Regions from separate parts of the Sus scrofa genome. Here region 2 is linked to region 1. The links are chromatin contacts, called in public Hi-C maps. All regions are on one chromosome and are shown on one strand. The core of a region is the stretch at or near the end of the contact, and the rest is flanking DNA. Distances in the headings are between cores, read along the strand shown. Region 1 holds the start of HOMER2 (homer protein homolog 2). Region 2 holds the start of FSD2 (fibronectin type III and SPRY domain-containing protein 2).

The links. Hi-C and Micro-C count contacts between places; a contact is called where the count stands out from the background.
Region 2: a contact with region 1 is called in a Hi-C map of skeletal muscle, with 4 times the contacts expected there. The contact joins the promoter of FSD2 here to the promoter of HOMER2 in region 1. A contact is called at or near these places in 1 of 47 Hi-C or Micro-C datasets (skeletal muscle) and 1 of 2 datasets of contacts at active chromatin or transcription factors (skeletal muscle).

Annotation. Positions count from the first base shown.
Region 1 is chr7:51,998,284-52,003,945 of Sscrofa11.1, forward strand. It overlaps HOMER2 (homer protein homolog 2), which reads left to right and starts at 2,970. Exons shown (of 9, transcript XM_001927296.5): 1 at 2,970-3,345. The coding sequence starts at 3,341.
Region 2 is chr7:52,142,265-52,147,926 of Sscrofa11.1, forward strand. It overlaps FSD2 (fibronectin type III and SPRY domain-containing protein 2), which reads left to right and starts at 2,207. Exons shown (of 13, transcript XM_021098895.1): 1 at 2,207-2,377.

The DNA.
Region 1 (5,662 bases), core at 1,720-4,219:
CTGGAGCCTCTGCTGCCCACACAGAATGGCAGGAATCCCAGGTCCCTGAGGTTGAGCTGGTCAAGGTCTGGCCTTCTAGACTTCTAGGGGCTCATTCCCAACTCTGCACTTATCCAAAGGCCAGTTTTTCTTTTCTGATGTTTCAAATTTGGCTTCTACCCCACCTCCTCTCTATCACACATGTTCAGTAGGTGTCTTTGCATCCTTCAGAAAAGGAGCCCACCAGGCAAGGGTTCCCTCAGCCTCTCTCACCTTCCCCTCTGGACCGTCCTCGCCTCTCCAAGGCCAGCTCCTCGCTGGCCTGGACCCCATCCTCTCCCACTTTCTCCATGACCTCCCTTTCCTTCCCACATCTTCAGTCTCATCTCCGCTCGCTGGCTCCTCTTGCTCAGTCTAAAAGGATCCTCTCTTGGCCTAAAGAGACTCTCCGTGACCTCACCTCAAACCCTGCCAGTACGGAGTCTCTCCCCTTGACCCCCCCTTTTTTGTCTTTTTAGGGCCACACCGTCAGCATATGGAGGTTCCCAGGCTAGGAGTCGAATCGGAGCTACAGCTGCCGGCCTACACCAGAGCCATAGCAATGCCAGATCCGAGCCACGTCTGTGACCTACACTACAGCTCACGGCAATGCCAGAGCCTTAACCCCCTGAGCGAGGACAAGGACTGAACCCGCAACCTCATGGTTCCTAGTGGATTCATTTCCGCTGTGCCACGATGGGAACTCCGACTCTGGGACTCTGGAGAGACTTAACCAATCACATCCCTTGACAACGGGGCCACGGAGACCATGTTGATGGGAGATTTTCCACAGAAACAGGGTGATTATACTGGCTTTGATGGAGGGAGGAGGCACTAATAGGGAAATTAAGCAGCTCCTCTTGAGGGAGAATTCCAAGGTGATGAAATACTGCTGGTAAGGACTACCGTGGAAGCTTAGACCGGGCCCTGAGTACTTGGGAAATCTCCCGAGAGGCAGGACCTGACTTGGGCCTGGTGTGGGGGTTGAAGGAGAAGCATGGAGGCCACCCCCCACAGTAATGGCAGCCCAGAATTGGAGGAAAGCAGGACATCCATTTCCAAATCCTGTCTCATCTCCCCTTTCCTCTCCCCATAGGGAAGGCTTTGCCCAGAGCGACAGCCACTTTAATCACAGAGGATTTAATCTCGCGTGGGCTCAAGCCTCTAGCATTGGCCTGCTTTCTGCTGACTGCGTGAAGCAGCCCAAGTGATTCACCAGCCCCGCCTGTTTGGCCTCCCTACATCTTCCCAAGGTAACTTGGGCGGGCCCTTTCCATCCATGGAGCAAAAGGAAACTCCCATACATGGTTAGGGACACTGCTTGGCCCAACTGCGCTGTGACTCTCTCGCCTGGTACTCCTACTCCAGCTGAGCTGGCTTCTGCCCTTTATTCTCCTTCTGCTGGCTTCTCCCTTTGATGCTGCCAGGAACCCCCACCCCCACCCCTAACTGGCTTCACCTGGTCTTTGGAATTCAGCTAAGTTTCCTCCAGGACCAAATGCTTATCCAGTCCTGGCTCTATAAACAGATTCATCTGTGCTTACAGACCCTGACCAATTCAGAGTATCCGTGGCCTGGCCTATTGGCTAATTCATTCATTCAACAGATGCTTATGGAGGACTTTCCGCCACAATTCTAGGCATTGGAGATACAATGATGGGTAAAAATGGCTTCTTAGAGTGTGCACATGTGCCTGAGAGACTACAGTAAAGTAATAATTTCACAAATATAGGTTACAAACAGTTAAGTGCAATGAAGAGAAAGTACAAGAGTTCACAGTCTTGTCTGGGGCATGCAGTAAAGGTTCCACAAGGAAGTGACAGTTTAACAGAGATCTGAAAATGAGTAGAAATTTACTAGGCAAGGGAGGTGGGGTGTCAGAGACAAGAGAGGAAAAAATCTTCCCAGGCTGAGGGAACAGCATGGGCTGAAGAGAGGGCGGCCAGATGGCGAAAAAGCAAAGGGCAAGAATGAGGGAGAAATGGCTGGAGAGGGCGATGAGGCACGACAGGCAAGGCTTTGGAGGCATGTCTGTATCTTGTCTTCATCCCAAAGACAGTGGGAGGGAAACCACTGCAGGATTTTAAGAAAAGCGATATGATCAGATTTGTAATTGAGAAAAATACACATAGGGGTTGCTAGCCCCACGAGGAGACCTTGAGGGTTAAGGCCAAGTTGGGGTCCCAGGAGAGATGAGGGTAAGGTTGGAGTGGTAGTCCTGCTCCATAGGCTTGTTCCTTGACTTTTTTTTTTTTTAACTGTCCCGAGTTAAAAAAAAATACTGCCCAGGCTCAGGTGAGCAGTATATTCTCAGCAGAAAATGATCCCGTGAAAGGCCCAGAAAGAGGATGAAGGTTAGGTTAGTCCCATTGCTGGCCTTTAGGAGGGGATCAGGACCTGATGTGCAGAAAGGGGATTAAGAGACTGCTCTTCTTTAAGCTCCACTTTTGCCATCTCCATTTCCCTTGTTCTAAGCCAAGGTGATTAAGCCACCTGAAAAGCGATTACCCTCTAGTTGGGAACCTCTATCCTATCTTTACCCAGAGAAGAACCCAGAACACCTGCTGTGGGTGTAGGATCTCCCTGCCACGATGGTTTCCAGAATTTCTTGGCGGGGGTACCCTGAACCACCCACACCTGGCAATGGACAGCAAAATATAACTGGGCTTCAAGGACCGACAGGGGGCCCTGCCAATCTCAGATTCTGAAGACCTTGAGCTCAGATCTGAATGTGTGACCTTGGGCAAATCGCTTCTTCTCTTGGGGGCATCCTTCCCGCATCTGCAAACTAAGCGTCGCCCCAGGCCCACGCCCCCTCCCCCCGCAGCTGCGAGCCGGACTCAGTCCCACAGGCCGGATGCTCGCTTGAGGCGCGGCGCCAAGCCCCCAGGTGGGCAAGGGGCGGGGGCGCGCCAATGACCAAACCTAAACGTAAAGGGGCTGCCCCAGAGGCGCGCACGACCCAGCAGGGGCGCCGAGGGACCACGCGCACACGGCCGCGCCCCCCGCCCCTAGGCTGGGCGCCGCGGCCCGGGGGCCACGAGGTTACGTAAGGAGCTGGGCGGGGGGAGCGGGGCGGGGCGGGCGCCGCCCGAGCGCGGCCGCCCAGCCCCCGGCGGCCCAGCCCCCGCCCGCCCGCGCCTGGTGGCGGCGGCGGCGGCGGCGGCAGCGGCAGCCGCGCAGCCCCGCGGAATGGAGCGGCGCCGGGGCTAAGCCGGGCGCGCACGGGCCGCCGCATGTGCCGCGCCGGGAGCGGCTGCAGAGCGGGCGGAGAGCGAGCGCGAGAGGCCCCGTCGGAGCGGCCGCCGGAGCAGCGCCGGAGATGGGGTGAGTGAGCCCGCGCCGCGCGCGCCCCGCGCGCAGCCCCAGAGGGGCTGCGGGGCCGCGGATCGCGTCTCCCCGCTCGGAGCCCAGCGAGCCGGCGGGCCCTTGCGCCCCGAGCCGGGAGCCTGAAGTCGGGGCGCAGCCGGCTCCGGAGAGCCTGGGGCCGCCCGACCCCGCGCCCTCTGCCCGGGCTCGCGGGCACGGGGCAGGGACACGTTGGCCTGAGCGCGGACTTTCAGCCCCGCACCCGTGGCCTTTCTCCTCCGAAGCAGCCCAGCCGCTGGGGCACCGGGCGGGGACAGGCACCCTGGCCGGCCTCGGTGCTTCGGCCATTCCGCGGTCCCCTTGCTCCGGACGCGATCAACTCCAGGGCCTGTGTTTGGGAGTCCAAGAAGCAGTTTGTCTTTCTCTACAATTGGGTTTATTACAAACAAAATGGAAATCGAAGTTTTCCTGGAAAGGGAACAAACCACGTAATAATAATCTCAGCGTAGGAATAGTGGACTTTGAGTCTGCTTTGAGATGGCTGAGGATGATGGAAGTCTGCGAGGAGTCAAGGTAAGGCTTCAGTCTTTGAAACAACTGAGTAGATGCTCAGAGAAGTTGAAGTACTCTGTCGAAGTGACTAATGCTTCTGAGTATATAAAGTAATTTAAAAAGCAGGATTGATTTCTCCTTGGCGTCTCTCTGAGCAGTAGGTGCTGTGAGTCAGGGAGCCGCGGTGCTAATAACACAATTAACTCCTTACATCTGCTTCCTGATGTGAGCGCATATTGATGATGCGCTGTGCATATTCAGGGAATGGTTGTTCTGCCCATTTCACAGGTGCGGAAACCGAGGCCTGAAGTGGTTGGGTACCTTCTCCCAGGCTGGGCAACTGATGAGGGTTTGAGCCCATCGGCAGCCTGACAGTGGGCGTGGGGGTGGGGCTGGGTGAGTGAACCAGAGTCCCTGAATTTCTCTGTGCCCTGCCGCTGAGCTTAGTGCCCTTCAGACAGACCTTCTTGTGACCCAAAGACTTCTGCTGGGTGAGTCTAGAGAGCTTGCTTTGCTGTGTGGCATTGGTGAGGAGTGGAAAGGGGAAAAAAAGATTGTCCTGGTGGCCTGCCATGGGTCAGTGGCTTTATTGTCCTTACTCCAGATAAGTTTCTGAGGTCCCTTTACTTACCCAGTGAATCTTATCTGTGGGGTCTGTAAAGTGTTTGGAGGAACCAGAGGCAGACCAAGAGGAATTCTGAGAAGGGAAGTGTGAGAACTCCAGGCCAACATGGACAGATCATGGGGGACAGAGAGGGGCCAGGAGATTTGCTTAAGGCATTGGTGCCAGCCCAGTTTTCACATGTACAGAAGCTGTGAGCGATTTTACCAGAGGCGCACCCTGGCTGGGAAGCAGTTTTTCTGTAACATTTCCAGTGACCTGTTAGTTGTCTATGAAAGGGCTGCTCTTTGTACAGTAGGAGCCTTTGAGAGTCTCAGATTTCCTATTTAAAAAAAAAAAAAAATGTATGGGAAGAAAGAGTTGGCAAATGTAGGTCTCAAGATGGAAGATAAAAGGAATTTGGTAATTTTAACGGTCTCTGAACCCCTCCCCCCAGCCAAAGCAGCCCAACACACTTGCATGATCAAAAAACAAATATTGAAACTCTGTGGTTGAGATCAAATAGTTCTGTGGAAATGAAAATGTTTACTCATAAAAGCTTAAAGAAAATGTCAGAAAATAATTTTTGTTTGTAGAGAGGGAGGGAGGAGTAGCTTGGGGATTTTGTTTAAACACAGAATATGTCTTTCATGTAATTTTAACATCATCCGATAAATGTCTGTTACTCACTCTTGTAAGAAAGCGCTGGTTTGTAACTCCTACCTACTTCTGCCATTTTAAATATATCTACCTCTTCTATAATTTATGTGAACGTACAAACCATAGCTGTAAATTGAGATGGAGCTAAGGGCTGGATAAGCCTTTCAGACAGAGGAGGGTGGAGGGAGCCATATTAACCGAAAATAGAACCAATGTCATCCTTTCCGAGAGTTGAGTAGGATGGAGGGGGATGAACCAAAAAGGGCAGCCAGTAGGAAACCTTGCAGCTTTGTCATTGCTCTACTGTGTAGACATGACCAAGACTTAAGAGAAAAAAAAAAAAAAAAACAAAACTCCAAATTTCTCTCTTCCCCACTTAAGATGCTTTTCCCCATTCAGATGTTCACTGCTATTTCCCGCTTCTGGGAAGTCATTTGCATTTAGTGTGTGGTTTCCCGGGTAAGCTTGTGCTCTCCCTCCCCAGGGAAGCGGTTTCATACCTGCTCCCCTCCTCAGACTTCT
Region 2 (5,662 bases), core at 957-3,456, 140 kb after region 1:
ATATATGATTATACTGTAATGATGTTTTGCATACTCTTTCTACTTACAAATATATTGTAGGCATCATCTACATTAAAATAATAGGCATCTACATTATTTTTAATATTTGTCAATATCAAGTTGACAGTATTGTGATTTGCTTAATGAATTCTATATTGGTAGAAATAGATTAAGTTCAGTTTTCTGCCAGTATAGGTAATACCCTGGCGAACATTCCTGTACACACATCTTTGCATAATTTTTTCTTTCAAATTTTTTGCTTTTAATATTTTATTTTGCTTCCAATATTTTTATTGTATAGCTACCTGGCAGTAAAAGTATTTTAAAAATGCAATTTTGATTAAAACTTCAAAAAGTAGTAGATGAGGAGTTCTTGCTGTGGCTCAGCAGAAACAAACCCAACTAATATCCACGAGGATGCACGTTTGATCCCTGGCCTCGCTCAGTGGGTTAAGGATCCAGCTTTGCTCTGAGCTGTGGTATAAAGTCACAGATGAGGTGTTGCTGTCGCTTTGGTGTAGGCCAGCAGCTGCAGCTCTGATTAGACCCCCTAGCCTGGGAACTCCCATATGCCACAGGAGAGCCCCCCCCACACACACACACACAAAAAGCAGTAGAGGTAAAAATCTGAGATCAGATCACCACATACAGATTTTTAGGAGATGGTCCAGAACCCACTTTATGTTTTCTGCCAATGGGAGAAAATGAAAAGGGATCAGAGTGAAGAAAAGAGGATGTTTGGGAGTTATGAAAAGTAAAATAACTCGTAAGAGATAAACTTTGCTTTCATTTTGGAGTGATTTTTCTGGAGAGATCTGTTGTTGCACTGTGGGGAGGGTTGGAACCCCATCCCCGATCTGTGAGCCCAGTGGAGCCATCTTCAAAGGGACACTTCAGGGAGCTTGCTCTATTTCCTGCAGGTGGGCGCATGGTGGCCTGAGAGGAGAGGATTGGCTGCTTCAGTGGCAGAGCCAAGGGAAGTGGCTGCATTGGCATCACCTGCATCCCAGAGTTTACTAGGACCTAGGATGCCGTCTGCTTCCCAAGCTCGAGATGTGGGCCAGCAGGAAGACAGAGCCAGCAAGGAGCCACCTAGATTCAGCCTAAGAGAATGAGCTGCATGGGTGAGGAGACTTCATTTGAGAAATCTTGGAGGTGGCTCACCAGGGCCTGGAGGAGGAGTGCAGGGAACCGCCTAGAATAGAGGGACGTGGAAACTCCATGGGAAAGGGCTCCATAATGGGAAACCCCAGAGGTGTATACAAGCTTAGAGGGATAAACAAAGCTCTAAGCATCTGCCTGCCACAAAGGGCTAGAAGCTAGCATCGTCTGTGGCACCAGCACACATAGGAGTTGTCTTATCACCTTAACGCCTCCTGCCTGTGGCAGACAAGCCAGAGCTCAGGGAGAAAGTGTGGGAAGAAGAGCGCCACCTCATCCCTCGTTTTTCAGGGCAGACTTCCAGCTCCAGAGGCCTAAGCTGGGAAGGGGAGAAGGTTTCAATGCTGGCTAAGCTAAATTTGACTTTTTAGTGAATGTACTGGACTGGACTGTATTACCAAATGGAGACTATGCCTTCAAGTGTGTTACCTAAGAGGGAGCAGAAGGTCATGGGTCTGCTGAATTTTTTTTTTTTTTAATCTTTTGAGGGCCCACCCATGGCATATGGAGGTTCCCAGGCTAGGGATTGAAGTGGAGCTGCAGCCGCCGGTCCACACCACAGCCACAGCAACGCCAGATCTGAGCTGAATCTGCAACCCACACCACATCCCATGGCAAGGTTGGATCCCCCACTCACTGAGTGAGGTCAGGGATTGAACCGGTGTCCCCATGGATACCAGTTTCTGCTGAGCCACAAGGGGAACTCCAGTCTGCTGGATTTTTCTCCAGAGAGGGGAGTAATTCCTGCCCCTCAGGCCAGGTGGAAGGTGCACAGCATTTGGCCTCTCAGAGTCCATTCTCTTGTGTGGCCTGCAGCTGCCCTCCCAACCTCACAGTGACAGCCCCCTGCCCTCTACACATGCCCAGCCACCTGAGTCCCTGGGTAGAGCCACAGCACTCAAATCCCCACAGTAAATGAAGTAACATTTATTACATGTGACCTACCCTGGTGACACTTGAGCAGTAAGCAGTGGCAGGTCTATATTTGGGCTTCCACTCAGGCAGGCCTGTTGCTATTTGCAGCCAGAGCCAGCTCGTGTTACCCCTGCCTTTGCTGCCCCACTTGTAGGACTCTGGGGTAGAACAGGCAGGGGCAGCCTGCCGGGCGTACAGAGGTCACCCAGAGGGAAAGCCTGCTGACCGTGGATGCAGTTTTCTAGTAGTTACCCGGAGCCTCCGAGTTAAAAGAAAAATGTATGGATCCTTAAATTAGCAGGCAAGTTTTTGAAGAGTTGTTATTTTTCTAATGCAAATTAATACTATTAGAAACTCAGTAATGGAGTGCTACAATGCCTTTCCTTTAGATGGGAAGAGAGATCATCTGAAATTGCAGGTGTACATTGCAATAAACAGTGTGACTATTTCCTGTGCCTTCTTGCAGCCAGGGTTCAGCTTTACTGAATGTGGGGTTGGTACAGGGTATGAAAGCCTCAGATGCAGACAGAAAGGCTGGCGATTTTTGCAACCAGTAGAATGCGTCTTTAGGGTATTTTTGGTGCGGGTTCCCATTTGTTAGAATGGTTTGAAACTCTAAATGTTGATGTCATTTGACTATGGTATTCGGTTGATAAATACCTTTTATTTCAATCTGCATGTGCGTGCTGACAAATCATAATTTTATGCTTTGATTCAAATACTGAAAAACAGCATCAACATCATTTTTCACTTGTTATGCACACCCTGTCCTCCCATAGAAAGTTTTTAGGTGTGAACTGTGCTGATTTGAACCATTTTGTAAAACCATACAGCTAACAGTTTAAAGCAAGTTTCTAGCTCTGGCTCCAAAATTGCCAGGGGCTACATGGGTGAGCTCCTAAAATTATGTACAAAATTATGTTTGTGCCTTTCTGGGCTCACTTTTGGAAAGAGAATTCACAGCTTTCAGTAGATTCTCAGAGGTACCCACGACCCATTAAAAGTTAAAAAATGTATTTTTTATTTTTTTATTTTTTGCTTTTTAGGGTCACACCTGCTGCATGTGAAAGTTCCCAGGCTAGGGGTAGAATCAGAGCTGCAGCTGCCGGCCTACACCACAGCCACAGACACGCAGGATCTGAGCCATGTCTATGACCTACACAGCAGCTCACGGCAACGCCGGACCCTCGACCCACTGAGCAAGGCCAGGGATTGACCCTGAGTCCTCATGGATACTAGTTGGGTTTGTTACTGCTGAGCCACAATGGGAACCTCCAGAGACTTTTCTAATTAAAGCATACTTCCCATATAAGACTTGAGCAGAAGTCTTTATTTTTTTAACTGCAGATCAATGGCATAGAGTAGAAGCTATCCATCATATTCTTTATATATCTTTATATTCTTTACTATGATTTATTACTATATTTCTCTAAGCCTCAGTTTTATCATTTATAAAATGACAATTTACTGTTAATGTTCCTTTCTCCCCCAATTCTGAATATTTTGTTAAGGGTTTGGATGTTGAGGGGGAAAGTGAGTGTCACCTCTGCGGTGTGTTGCTAAGTCCTCCTTTGCTGCCAAGCTCCCAGACTGATTTGTGTCAGTGTATTCACAGGGCAGATGCCAGCATGGAAGAACTTGTTCTTATCATTATCTGTGCTCCGTGTTTTCCAGTCTTCTTGCTTGTTCAACAGTTCAATTTAGTGTTTCACATTCCGGCCATTGGTTGAAAGAATTTATCAGGATGATTTATTGGTAATACAGAATTCTGGGGTTCTCCCTTTTGGTAGCACGTGGAAATGTGTTATTTCTTTTTAGCTGGGCTGCTCCTTGGTCTGGTGTGGCTTCATGGAAAAATGGGTCCAGATCCAGCTCTTTACCTGCCTGGGTTTGTCCAGCATTCAGCACAGGGCTGGATACAGAGTAGCCCCGGATCAATCCGTGTTAAATCATATCGGCCATAATAACCCCTTTATCTTCACAAGAACTCAGTTTCGCCATCCTAGAGTCAGGAAACTGAATTAGATGCTTTCCAAGGGGCCCTCCATTCTTAGAATTGCACATCTCTGCCTAGGCCCCTTGAGCTTTGGCTGTTAGGTGGGGTGACCTCATAGCCAGGGCCTGTGCTCTGCTGCCTTCTGCCCTTTTCAGCTGTTTTCAAGGGACAAAATGATCCCACAGTGGCCATGGGAGTTTCCACACTGCTGTGGTCATTTTGAATTTTCACTTTCTGACCCTGGCCCTCCCACTCCATGAGTGACCGGAGGGAGACTTCTAGCATGGTCCAGGTGGGAGAAACTGAGGTCCTGGTAATAATAATAATAATAATAATAATAATAACAATAACTCATTTGCCTGGGGTCTCCTCTTCACCAGAAGTCATGTCTTGTCCATTGTGCCTCTGGCACCCAGGGCAGTCCTGTTCTCTTGAATCCACCTGAACCCCCACCTCTCCAGGCCCATGAACAGCCGGTGCCAATGCAATGAACAATGCCCAGCACCACAGCCCTGGCACGTGGTGGGGTCACCTGGAGTCACAGAAAGACCTCAGGCTTCCCCAGGTGATCTCTGTGCAGATGCAGACTTCCCAGGTCACTCGTGTTGCCTGACACTGAGCTGGATCAGGACTTCTGAGTCTCTGGCCTGACCAGGTGGGGCCTGTAACACTCCTGGAGCAGAGACAGTAGCCAGCAGCCAGGAGTGAAGATGGGAATTACTCCGAAGCTCAGGAGACCTGCTGCTGCTGCTGCTGCTGCTGCTGGCCTGAGAGAGGCCCCTGGAATCATGACCGTCTTTTTTTCCAGATCTAATTGCCTTCCACCCCATACCCCTCCCCCACCTCCGTGATGCCACGCCAAAGCACATGTTAGTGTAAGTCATTGTTTCTATGCAATGGAGTTATTCTTTTCCCACCAGCTTTCTTGAGATGTAATTGACCAAAAGAGAAAAAAAAAAAAAACCTGTAAGATTAGGGTGCACAATGCGATGATGAGATGCACATATGTATTGTGCAATGATTACCACAATAAAGTTACTTACAGCCCCATCACCTCACACAATGAATGACCTTTGGGTTATGCGTATAGTGAGAACATTTAAGAGCTACTCTCTTAGCTACTCTCAAGGGCATAATATAGGGTTCTTAACTATCATCATCATGCTGTATGTATAGATCCCCAGAACTTACTCATCACATAACTAGAAGTCGTTATCCTTTGGCCATCATCTCCCCATTTCCCTCAATCCCCGGTCCCTGGAAACTACCAATTTATTCTCTGTTTCTATGAGTTCAGCTTTTTCAGATTCCACACCTAAGGGAGATCACACAGCGTTTGCCTTTCTCTGACTCATCTCACCTAGCATGATGCTCTCAAAGTCCATCTATGTTGTTGGAAATGGCAGGATTTATTTCTTTTATGACCAAATGGTATTCCATTATGTCTGTGTTTCCTTATCTGTTCCATCCATTGAGAGACATGTCTTGGCTGTTGTGAATAATGCTGCAATGAACATAGGAATGCACGTATCTCTTCAAGATAATGATTTCATTTCCTTTAGGTATATACCCCAGAAGTGGGATTGTTGG